3 separate regions of the Sus scrofa genome follow, and all the other regions are linked to region 1. A link is a contact called in public Hi-C data. All regions are on one chromosome and are shown on one strand. Each heading gives the region's core, a stretch centred on a gene start, on an enhancer-like site or on the middle of the called end of the contact. The rest is flanking DNA. Distances are from core to core; before and after follow the strand shown.

Region 1 (3,724 bases), core at 177-2,676:
ACTGAGCCACAACGGGAACTCCCATATTTATTTTTTGTAAGATTCACCTGTAGAAGACCCTTGTAATTCAAAGCCCCCTTGCTTAAAGATCCACTGAAGTTGAAAGATGGAAATATGCTAGATCCTTCAAGATCGGAGGACATCCACTAATGGGTGCTTTCTTCTTCTTCTTTTTTTTTAATGGGTGCTTTCTAACCTACATCACTTTATGGGAATGAAGTGCGACATAAAATACTAAGCTACTAAAATTCATTTCAGGAGTTCCCATAATGAACCCGACTAGTATCTGTGAGGATTCTGGTTCAATCCCTGGCCTCACTCAGTGGGATAAGTATCCAGCATTGCTATGAGCTGCGGTGTAGGTCGCAGATGTGGCTCAGACCTAGCATTTCTGTGGCTATGGCTGAGGCCCGCAGCTACAGCTCCCATTCCACCCCTGGCCTGGGAACCTCTATACGCCTGGGGTGCAGCCCTAAAAAAAAAAAAAAAATATATATATATATATATATATATATATATATATATATATATTTCATTTCACATCCTGACCAAGTACACATATACATATGTAACTGAATCAAAAATTATAAATGCCCTTGATATTTCTGATATACCTGATATTTTTATCTAGGAAAATGCATATCATATTCAATTTCACCACAACCTAACTGTGTGAAAAATACTGTCTTGAGCTTCCTCGGAACACTGATCATCCGTGAAAAACTTTATTCGTGTGTGTCCAATGATTCAATTAGCAGCTTTACAATAAATGCAATGTTACAAAGATAAAAGAAATTGCGTAAAATTAAATGATTGTTTTGGTTGTATGTTTCTATTTGGTACACACACAAACACACAAAGCTGTCAGTCTCTGGCATTAAAAAAAAAACGTACTGCTGCTCTAAAAGTTTGTGCTTCCCTCCAAAAGAACTCCATTAACTACATATCTGGCTTGGTGCAGCTCGGTTTTGGTAGGTCCTTGAGGCTACAATAATCTTTCTCTTGCCAAAAGCAAGAAAAGGAACTGAAGTCAGGAAATCTTATACTTCACTACAAAGCCACCGCACTGCTTTGGAAGTCTGCTCCGAACTGGGGTGGGGAGCAGCGTCTTCCCCTTTTCCATGCCCTTCCCGCAAAGAGCAGCGACTGCAGAATACCGAGCCGCCCGAGTTCTAGGCCGGAACCCACTGATTCTAAGCCGGAACCGGCGCGAAACTCTCGCGAGAGGCTCCCGACCGCCGCGAGCCGCGAGCCTTCCAGTTACCGTCGCCTATCTCAGCGCGCCCAAAGACTGTCTCCTTCCCGCCAGCCTCTTCCACTGTCGCGGGGCAGGCCGGAACCTTTATCCATAGGAACGGGTTTACAAAGTAGAGTGTTGCCGGCCGGCGGCAAAGAGAATAGGGTGCCATCCTCTTCCTCTCACCGTCGCCGCCGCGGAGCGAGCCCAGCAGATTAGATCGAGGAGCGCGGTTACCGGTTGGGCTGGGTCTATGGTCGCTCTGTGGGCCGCTCCACCGGCTGGTGCTTTTTTATCAGGGCAAGCTGTGTTCCATGGCAGGGAACTTTTGGCAGAGCTCCCATTAGTAAGTGATCTTACGTCTTCTCGTCCAGGGCGGGCTCTTGTTGGGGGGCGGTGTGGACCGGGCCTGCGACTCTCCTTGGCCTGGATCCCTGTCCCAAGTTCGGTGGAGTCTCCCGGGAGGTGGCGGCAGCCGGAAGCGAGGTGCGCTTTTCTCTGGCGACTCTCCTCATTCCGCCCCCTGGCCGGGTTTCGCGGGGGGGGGGGGGGTCCTGTCTCCGGAGAAAGAAGGTTCGAGAGTTTAATTTCGGATTCTTGGATTAGCTCGGCGGAGGCGGGGTGGAGGGGGTGTGGGTGGAGGAACCAGGCCGGCGGCAGTTGGGATGGGGTAGGCAAAGGTTTTGCAAGTGTGGCACAGTTCGGAACTATGAGACTGGCTCTTGAGGACTGTTGTTCCCTTTTGCCTGGTATCTCTTCAGTGGATTGGCATCGTAATCTTTTGTCATTCTGCTCACTAACCGCTTCCTGCCACTACCTTAAGCCTAGGTGGAGTTTTATGTTTGTAAGGTATAGGGCAAATGCTCTCAGAACTTATTTGCGCCTCATGTTCTGTTTAATAAGTGTATTTTCCAGTGACTTTGCCAATATCTTTAACCTTTTTTTCGTGAGTTTTTGTGTCTGTCAGTACCATGGAAGAATTAGAGTAATATTGAAAACAGTTCTCCCTAAATAAGTTTTTTTAAGCATGTACGAAAGAGGATGATGGGATTAATTGAACATTGGCTAGACTTTGCATTGTGTAGTTGAAAAATGAACAGATCTGATAAAGATGATATGGTGCAAATAATTTTTAATGCCAGGAGAGCATTAGTAACTAAATTTTAAGTTTGAAGAAGATGGATTTCTATGTTGTTCCTTCCGTCTTTTAGCCGTTTGACCTAGAAAAAAGAAACAATGGGCTTTGATATCTATTTTCAGAAAAGCAGGCTTTCTTCCTATAAAGTGATTACGTGAAGATGAGATGGTATAGAAAGAAGCTTTATTTCTGATCACATTTTTATTTTGCACTGTTTTCACTCACTGAAATAATTTGGACAAAATTAAAATACGGAAAATTTAGATAGTGAGGAAGAGGCGTTCTGATAAGCTTTGAAAAAAACTGAGAGAATTGACAGGTCACTAGCTGTTGATTATCAGAAGTTCACAGACCTTAAAAAAAAAGATCCTACCTCCTTTTGATAAGCATTCTCACTCTGTTTTCATTCGCTGTTGGTCTATCAAAAGGGTGCCAAGATCCATTTTATAAAACCAATTGTATTTTCACCTTTCAAATATAACATTATTATAATATTAAATGTGCTTTTTTGAAACTGTTTTTGCCTGCCAGTTCCATTAGTCCTGGAGGACTCAAACCCTTGAAAATCCGGGATCCCTGATCTGCAAAAGATAACAAGTGTAAAGGACAAAACAACCAGTTCAGGAAGAACAAAGAGATATGAAAGCTATTGTTGATATTGTTGTTGATTTTGGTGAGGGAGGAAAATTGACATGATATACACTATTTTTCATGGCTTCAAATTACCCATTTTAATATTTTTGCAATCAGCATAACAATTTTTTTCTTAGTAGCACATGAAATAATAGTGAAATCTTACAATTAGCATAATATCAAATTTGATGATATGTGATGTTTCTTGGTTTATCTTCCATACTGCATGCTGTGAGGAAAAACTTTAAAATATTTGCCTGTGATACTTATCTGTTTAAAAATATATAATGACTGTGGAAAAGAAATTAATGATAATTCTGAAACAGAACAAATCAAAGTATTTTCTGGAAAGTTAAGGTAGAACATAACACCTTCTTTGACCATGATGTGGTAAAACTAGAAGGACACTAAATATTTGCTGGTTGACTGAATGAAGTAATGAACAAGTAATAAAAATTAAAACTACAAAACCAACTCTGGATACTTTATTATATCAAAGAAGAAATTGAAAATACAGTTACATAGTATCAAGGAAATAACATAATGGGGCCAATATATATTCATATCTCTGGGATGTGACCAAAGCCAAATTTATAAGAAAATTAACATACTGAATAACTGAAAAATAATAAAAATTAAATATTTTACTTAGGAATGTTAAAGGGAAACAGTGAAATAAACCTAAGGGAAATAGATTTAATAAAGATAACATGGAT
Region 2 (3,625 bases), core at 807-3,306, 150 kb after region 1:
AAAATGTAATTTGGAAAGGTTATTATAAGATTTGTTTCAGGCCCCCAAATATATGAATAAAGATTGGTGTGGAATTTCAGTGCATATGTTTTCTGCCCTTGTAAAATGTCTTTTTAAAAAATTTATTTCTAATGGTATGATACACAGTAGGTGAACTTTCCAAACATCATCTATATTTAGTATCTGAGTTACTCTGTTTCTTCTAAGAAAGACATGAAGTATAATTAGTAGATGAGATTTTTAAATTTTATGTGGGAATTTTTACATAGGAATTATGTAAAGTCCTAAGTATTATAGAAATCTTTACACTTAAACTGCATTCTTCCTTATTTTTCGGCTGTGCCTGTGGCATGTGGGAATTCTTGGGCCTGGGATTGAACTTGTGCCACAGCAGTGACCTGAACCACAGCAGGGACAATGCCAGATCCTTAACCTACTAGGTCACTAGGAAACTCCTAAACTGAGTTTTTCTTTCTTATACATTAAAATCTATGATTTTTAAGGTTTCTAAGATACTAAGCATAGTTGAATGGAAATAGTATTAGATTCATCGCAATGTCTTGACTCTGCTGCTTGATGTATTTTGGGTAGATCACATAATCACTGTAGGGCTCAATTTCCTCAGCTATATGGGGGTGGAATTAGATTATCTCTAAGGTCTTAAACATTCTAGTCCTTAAGTTCTTCAGTTTTAAGAAGAATGTTGTAATGTCTAAACCTAAATGAGAAAATGGTCTTTTTAACTAACAGCCCTTAAATAACTGTGATGAGCTACATTTATACCATAAAGTTTATTAGGTGTCATTCATAGAGTTTTCCTATAAAAACACATAGGTTAAATCTGCCACATTTGGATTATGGTATTAAGTGTCAAGATAAAATTATCCAAAGTTACCAATTTATATGGAATTATATAAATATAAAAATTTACCAGTTAAACCTGAATGGGATATAACAGTGTTATTTCAAAAAGCTAAAATTGTGTTAGCTGTAAGGGAGCACTTTATCCTTAACTTGAATGACAGAAGTGTGTATAAAATTATGTAGTTTCAATATATAGTTTTCATTTTTTTGTTGTTGTTGTTGTTGTTGTTGTTGTTGTTATTGTTGCTATTTCTTGGGCCGCTCCCGCAGCATATGGAGGTTCCCAGGCTAGGGGTCGAATCAGAGCTGTAGCCACCGGCCTACGCCAGAGCCACAGCAACGTGGGATCCGAGCCGTGTCTGCAACCTACACCACAGCTCACGGCAACGCCGGATCGTTAACCCACTGAGCAAGGGCAGGGACAGAACCCGCGACCTCATGGTTCCTAGTCGGATTCGTTAACCACTGCGCCACGACGGGAACTCCTAGTTTTCATTTTATAGCAAGATGAATTGTAGACTTCTCGTTTATGTGTAAGACCTTGGAGATTATGTGGGTAATAACTCCAGCAACAGCCATATGTATCTGTTACAGCTGCTAGTTCTTCCAACATAACTCCAGTTTAAGTGTCATTGGAAAAGCATTTTATTGGTAATTGTAGAAAAAAGTACTGTGAGCCAGTTTTGCTTATCTGTGCTAAACTAGTGGGTATTCTAGATATTTTTGTTTCCTATTGGTATTAAGGCAAATCACTGATAGCCTTTTTTGTTAAAATGTGGAAATGCTCTGAAGCCCAATGAGAGGGAACATTCAAAGAAAGTATGTTCGCTCTTAGAACTTTACTCATTCTTGAACTTTGCTTTTTCCTTGGATCTCTTACTCCAGCAAACATATAACACATGCTAAATGTTCTTTTGTGCAGAGCTTTCTGCCTTCAGTTGGAGAGATGGTCATGTATCTTGAGAGAGGTGCTCTGAAGAGGACATAACTACTGCAAAGTCTGCAGCCACTCTTAGGAGGAGGTCAATATTTTACAAAGAAGCCATAAGGGAAAGACCATAAATGAGCAGTAATTTTTCACCCATTCAAAGAAACCTTTACCAATCTGACCCTGCCTGTTAAAAATGTACGATGATTTTTTTTTGCTTTTAGTGTTGGAAATTTATCATTGGTCTTATCCAAGGAAAGGCTGTTACACATTTTGAAGTAAAATGTTACGAACTCCCATTCTAACTAAATGAAGTTTGCCTGGCCCGAGTGATTTAAGTTTTGTGCTACATAATGTATCCCCTGTCCAAAATATTATCACATCACTCAGAAAAATTTTGCTGTAGACCTCTGGTCCTCTGCGATATTCGAATGTCTTAAAAGGGGAAACAGTTCCCTTTGGGAAGAAGTGCTTGTGATTGTAAGTTAGGGTCAGTGTCTTAAAGGATATAACTGTCCTTGGGGACATCTATTAAATATGAAGTAATTAGAGCTACAGGGGAATAGTATGATTAACAGCTACTTATATGGAGGATCATGAAGTTTTTGACACAAAACATTTTGTAGTGCAATCGTATGCAGTTTGACATGCTGACTGTGAAGAGAGAGTATAGCCACATACCTAACACCCATCACTGCAACCATGATTAGGTTGGCGCCCCACCGTGCGAGAGTGGATGTCGGAACCTTTGTGTTGGGGATCTTTTGCGAGAGGGACCGGAAAAGAGGTGGATCCTTTTTGTCGCGATGTGGCGAGGCTGTAAGCTGAGCTCCTCCGGGAGTCGATTTTTAGGCGGGCTTAGGTCGGTGTACCGGGGCACACGGGCTGACTGTCCTCGCTTAACCACGTCGGCGGGTGAGTGTGTCTGGAGGTCGCGGTCAAGCAGCCCACCGTGCCGAAGGGCTGTTCTGCGCAGGCGCGGCGCGGGAGCGGACCGGTGGCTGTTGCTTGCCTCTGCGCGGGGTGAGCTAAAGACCCGTTGGTCCCGGGCGTTTAACACCCCCCTGGACTTTTACTCTCCCTTTCGAAGAGGCTAGGTTCCCCTTGGTTCTGGCCAAGGGGAGCGCAGCCAGCCGGACCGCAGCCAGGTATCCCGTGACCTTTGCCTCATTTTCTTTGAGCTCCTTCCCCAGGAGCAGGCGACGAGAGTGCCCGCTGCAGTCTCAAGGTCGTGTGCTTTCTTCTTTTGCCGCTGCCTGCCGGAAATGATACCAGCTGTCTCATAGTTATCGATCGCGTTGTATTTGTTTTGTCTGTACATATCTTCCTTTTTTTACAGAAGGAATTTAAGGCAGCTATACTGTTTTTTGATAAGTTAATTCAGCAGACTGTATTGGCAAATAAGATCAAGAAAACAACGCACCGAACCTGATGCATGTAGAAGACAGTTTGATTATTTAACGCCCAATGTAAACCAGAACGTTAAATTCATCCTTTACTTGAAACTCATTTAATCATTACTGTATGACAGGCACTGTGAATTTTTAAACGAATGATACCTGAGTCTCTTTAAAAAAAAAAGTTAGGGGTGGACCTAAGATCAGGTTATAATGAGCAAAAACTGGGCAACTTAAAGGCCTGCAGTAAAATTGATAAGTTGTTGCTCTCAATATAATGAAAAATACTGCAGCCAGTAAAAATTATTTAAATCAATGTTTATCCAAATAGAAAATAATTAGGATGCAGTGTTCAGAAAATAAGTTACAAGTCAGTTTTTGTTACGAACTTGGAGATATATGGCAAGAATAGAGATACATCAGAATTTTAGCAGTA
Region 3 (3,685 bases), core at 999-3,498, 190 kb after region 1:
CCTTTAATGACCTCCACTCATCTCAATCCCAGGCCCAAATCTCTCTCTCTCTTTGTTTTGCTTTTTAGGGCTGCACCTGCTGGCATATGGAAGTTCCCAGGCTAGGGGTCAAATCGGAGCTAAAGCTGCCAGCCTACACCACAGCTCACGGCAATGCCGGATTCTTAACCCACTGAGCAAGGCCAGGGATCGAACCCTCATCCTCACGGATACTAGTTGGGTTCGTTACCACTGAGCTCCAATGGGAACTCCTAAGATAATGTATTTAGCTTCTCTTACCGGATTTTATTTGACCTCCACCTGCTTCTTAAAGACATTCACTCAGGGTACCTCTGAAAATTAAAACTGTACTTGAACCAAAGGCCAGAGAATGTTCAATGATTATCTGATAGTCCCAGGGACACAGCAGTGGGCACTGGTCTCCATGGGTAGGTGGGGTAGCTTTGCCTACAGGAGAAGTTGTGAGAGTGAAATGCACTTTCTAGGATCAGAATATTGAACTTCCTCTGGTTTCTAGCTTGTTTTCTGGGCGTAGAGTTTGTTGGTGTTGATTCTCCCTTTTGCCTTCCATATTCGTCCACTCAAGATAATAATTTATGCCCATCCTCACTTCTGGGTCTAGACAGGCAAATAATTCGGTACCTAATATCAGATGGATATTCCTTAAGTATTGGCTCAACATTTAATGAGAGAAAAGGCTGGGTGCTGTCTGGGAAAGACAGAACCAAGGAGAATCCCTGGTGCCAGTACTCTTTATCCTCTCTCTGCCAGAGTATCCCTGTTCTGATCCCAAACCTGCCCACTCTGCTTCCTACGCAGCCTCCTGGTCTCTCTCCCCAGAAGGCGGTGGGGTGACCACCTCTGTTTCTCTGGGAGGTCCTTGGATTCCATTCCTTGCAACATGCTCATGGAAGGTTAACTTCCAACTCCACACACTGCTTCTTCCTGAGAGGTCCGGCAAACGTCTACAGTGGTGCTTGGGCCCCTCATATGCTAGTGCTTGAGCACCAGCCTGGCTAGCCCCTCCCATTATCTCATGGGGACTGGTAACCCGCCTGTATTTTATCAACTATATGACCACACACTGCTGTTGTAAGGGGCTGGTGCAGTAGGAGAAGGGAGTCCCCTTTACTCCAACCTCGGTTCCCTCACGCAAAACCCCGGAGCGTTCCCATAACCATCCTTTCACTTCAAGAATGATAAACACCCTACTTGAATTCTTTTCAGCTCTTTCAAACAATTTTAAACTATCCATGTTCGTACTAAAATTTGTGCGTACATCATATATTTCTATGAAGCACTGTCCTATTCCTTGTACATATGAACTTTAGAAAAATGAAGTTAAAGGGAAAAAATTGTTACACACAACACACACACACACACACACAACGTTTGATAGTTTGCACCGAAAAGGAAAGGAAAAATACCACCCCATAGCCAAGAGTTCCCTGGTGATAATTTCCTAGGGGAAAGACTTGGACTTGGGCTGGATCTGTCAGAGGGGAAATCTCTTTAGAGTACATTTTTGTGGTTCTTTATCAAATCAGACATCTCTCCTTGAGCACATGGCCAAGACCTAGGTAACTGTGTAATGTAAGAGGAGTGTTTTTATAAGTTTTGCAAGGGCAGGGCTTTCCTGGTGGCCAGAGCTGTGCAATTCGCGACCTAACCCGGGCCCTGGCCCCCAGCCCCCAGCCCCCGCGGGGCGGTGTTTCTGCCGGAGCTCCGCGCGGCCCCAGGTGAGTCCTGCGCGCGCCCTGCTCTCGCGTCTGCGGGAGGGGCTGGAGCGGAGGAGGAGGACCCGCCGCGGGTTGGGGGGACGCAGATCCGGGCCCAACTGCAGCTTCCTCCTGGCGGAGCTGCATTTCCAGCCACCTCCGCAGCCCTGCCCTCGCGCGCCGAGCCGTTCCGGCGGTGCCGCTGGAGGCGCGGAGCCCGCCCGGCGCGCCCAGCCCTGCAGCTCCGGCCGGGGCGGAGGCCGCCGGACCGCGGAGATGCGGGGCGGGGGCAGGGCGCGGGGTAGGTGACTTTATCCCGCCTCTGGTTCCCTGCCCCGGGGAGCAATGACATCACGCGGCCTTCTCCAGGCTCCGACACAAAGAGCGGCGCGGAGAGGCCGCTGCGGGGGGAGCCGGCGGCCGCCGCTGCCTCCCAGGGCGCCGGGGCCCCGCCGGCCAGGCCAGCCGCCCGCGGCCCGCGCCCTCCCGCCTCCTCCGCCGCCGCCTCGGTCGCTGCCGCCCGCGCCGCCCGCGCCCCCAGAGCGCCGCTGAGCCCGCGCCCGGCCGTGCCGGCCCTTTCCCATGCGGGCGGCGCGGGCCCTGGGAGGGGCGCCCGCAGCCAGCCGCGCAGCATGCACTGGGGGGTTGGCTTTGCCTCGTCCAGGCCGTGCGTGGTGGATCTGAGCTGGAACCAGAGCGTCTCCTTCTTCAGCTGGTGGGCCGGGTCCGAGGAGCCCTTCACCTTTTATGGGGACATCATCGCTTTCCCTTTGCAGGATTACGGTGGGATCATGGCAGGGCTGGGCTCCGATCCCTGGTGGAAGAAAACCCTTTACTTGACCGGGGGAGCTTTGCTGGCCGCAGCTGCGTATCTGCTCCACGAACTCCTGGTCATTAGGTGAGCCGGAGAGAGGGCCCCGCGAAGGGGCGCAGAGAGGGGCACCTGGCCAGGGCAGGGCAGGCGTGGGGATTGGGGGGGACACCCATGCCAGCTCCTCGGTCGCGCCGCCCAAACGCCCGAGTCCTGTCCTTACCTGTCGCCAGAGGCAGTTCGTGGTCACCTGGCCGTGAGGGGCAGCTTGGAGTTAACAGGAGAATTAAACTGGTACTGGGAGGGAGAAAAACACTTGTCTCCCAATCATTCGGTGCTAAAAGCAAAAATTCTCTGGGTTGTTATGGAGCATAGCATAATAGTCTATTATGAAGATCCTAAGTGCAGTGTGTTTGCAACAATAGACTTAGGCCCGGAAGAAATACTAAGTTCCATTTTTTGTGACATGCCCTATTTGTTTATAGATGATAATGCTGGAAAATTAACCACTAACCTTATCTTTCGCTTAAAGGTTAGTACTCCACTATCCTCCCCAAGTGTCAACATCATCAAAAAGCTGAAATTGCAAAAGCTCCAGAGACCTCTGGGTCCCTGTTAGTGGTGTACAATTTTGATGCAGCCTTAACCCAGTTATCCGCTGATCTGGTATTTAAAGCTAAGCACCTTCTTCAGGTTTACATGCCATTGTTGTGTGAGCGGTAGGAGGAGAGCCGAGGACAGGATTAGCACATGGGCGTGCACGGGAGTTGCCCAGTGCCGTAAACACTTGCCTCTGCTGCCTGCCGCAGAATGTTTACAGGATGGACATGGAAATACCAGAAAATGGAGGCCCCTGCTGTTGGTACATCCAGCCAGACAGGAGATCTTTCTTTGAGTAGAATAGTATAATAGGCTGCTGCCACCAGTGGTTTGGCTAATTTATGGTTAAAATTTCCATGCGTTTGAGGCCTCTGTCCCTGGGAGATGACCAAGAAAGAGCAGTTTTCAATAGCTCAGAGTGTCCCTCTTGGCCAATATTTTCTAAAGAGTGCAAAAATGTGTCTCCACTGCCTTTTTTCAGTGGGGGAATCCTACACAATAGGTTTATAAACAAAGACAGGTATGGGTGACCTTTAACAGGCCTGTGGGGATTCCA

The links. A called contact is a pair of places that touch in the nucleus more often than the background predicts.
Region 2: a contact with region 1 is called in a Hi-C map of skeletal muscle, with 5 times the contacts expected there. The contact joins the promoter of COQ3 here to the promoter of CCNC in region 1. A contact is called at or near these places in 2 of 5 promoter capture datasets (fetal liver and liver), 2 of 47 Hi-C or Micro-C datasets (heart right ventricle and skeletal muscle) and 1 of 2 datasets of contacts at active chromatin or transcription factors (alveolar macrophages).
Region 3: a Hi-C map of skeletal muscle shows a contact between it and region 1, with 2.7 times the contacts expected there. The contact joins the promoter of FAXC here to the promoter of CCNC in region 1. A contact is called at or near these places in 2 of 47 Hi-C or Micro-C datasets (heart right ventricle and skeletal muscle).

What each region holds. Positions count from the first base shown.
Region 1 is chr1:66,496,746-66,500,469 of Sscrofa11.1, reverse strand. It overlaps CCNC (cyclin C), which reads left to right and starts at 1,426. Exons shown (of 12, transcript NM_001190160.1): 1 at 1,426-1,583. The coding sequence starts at 1,552.
Region 2 is chr1:66,345,519-66,349,143 of Sscrofa11.1, reverse strand. It overlaps COQ3 (ubiquinone biosynthesis O-methyltransferase, mitochondrial), which reads left to right and starts at 2,056. Exons shown (of 7, transcript XM_021090298.1): 1 at 2,056-2,815. The coding sequence starts at 2,599. It also overlaps a transcript of PNISR not described here.
Region 3 is chr1:66,307,680-66,311,364 of Sscrofa11.1, reverse strand. FAXC (failed axon connections homolog) reads left to right here and starts at 2,248. Exons shown (of 6, transcript XM_021090274.1): 1 at 2,248-2,616. The coding sequence starts at 2,351.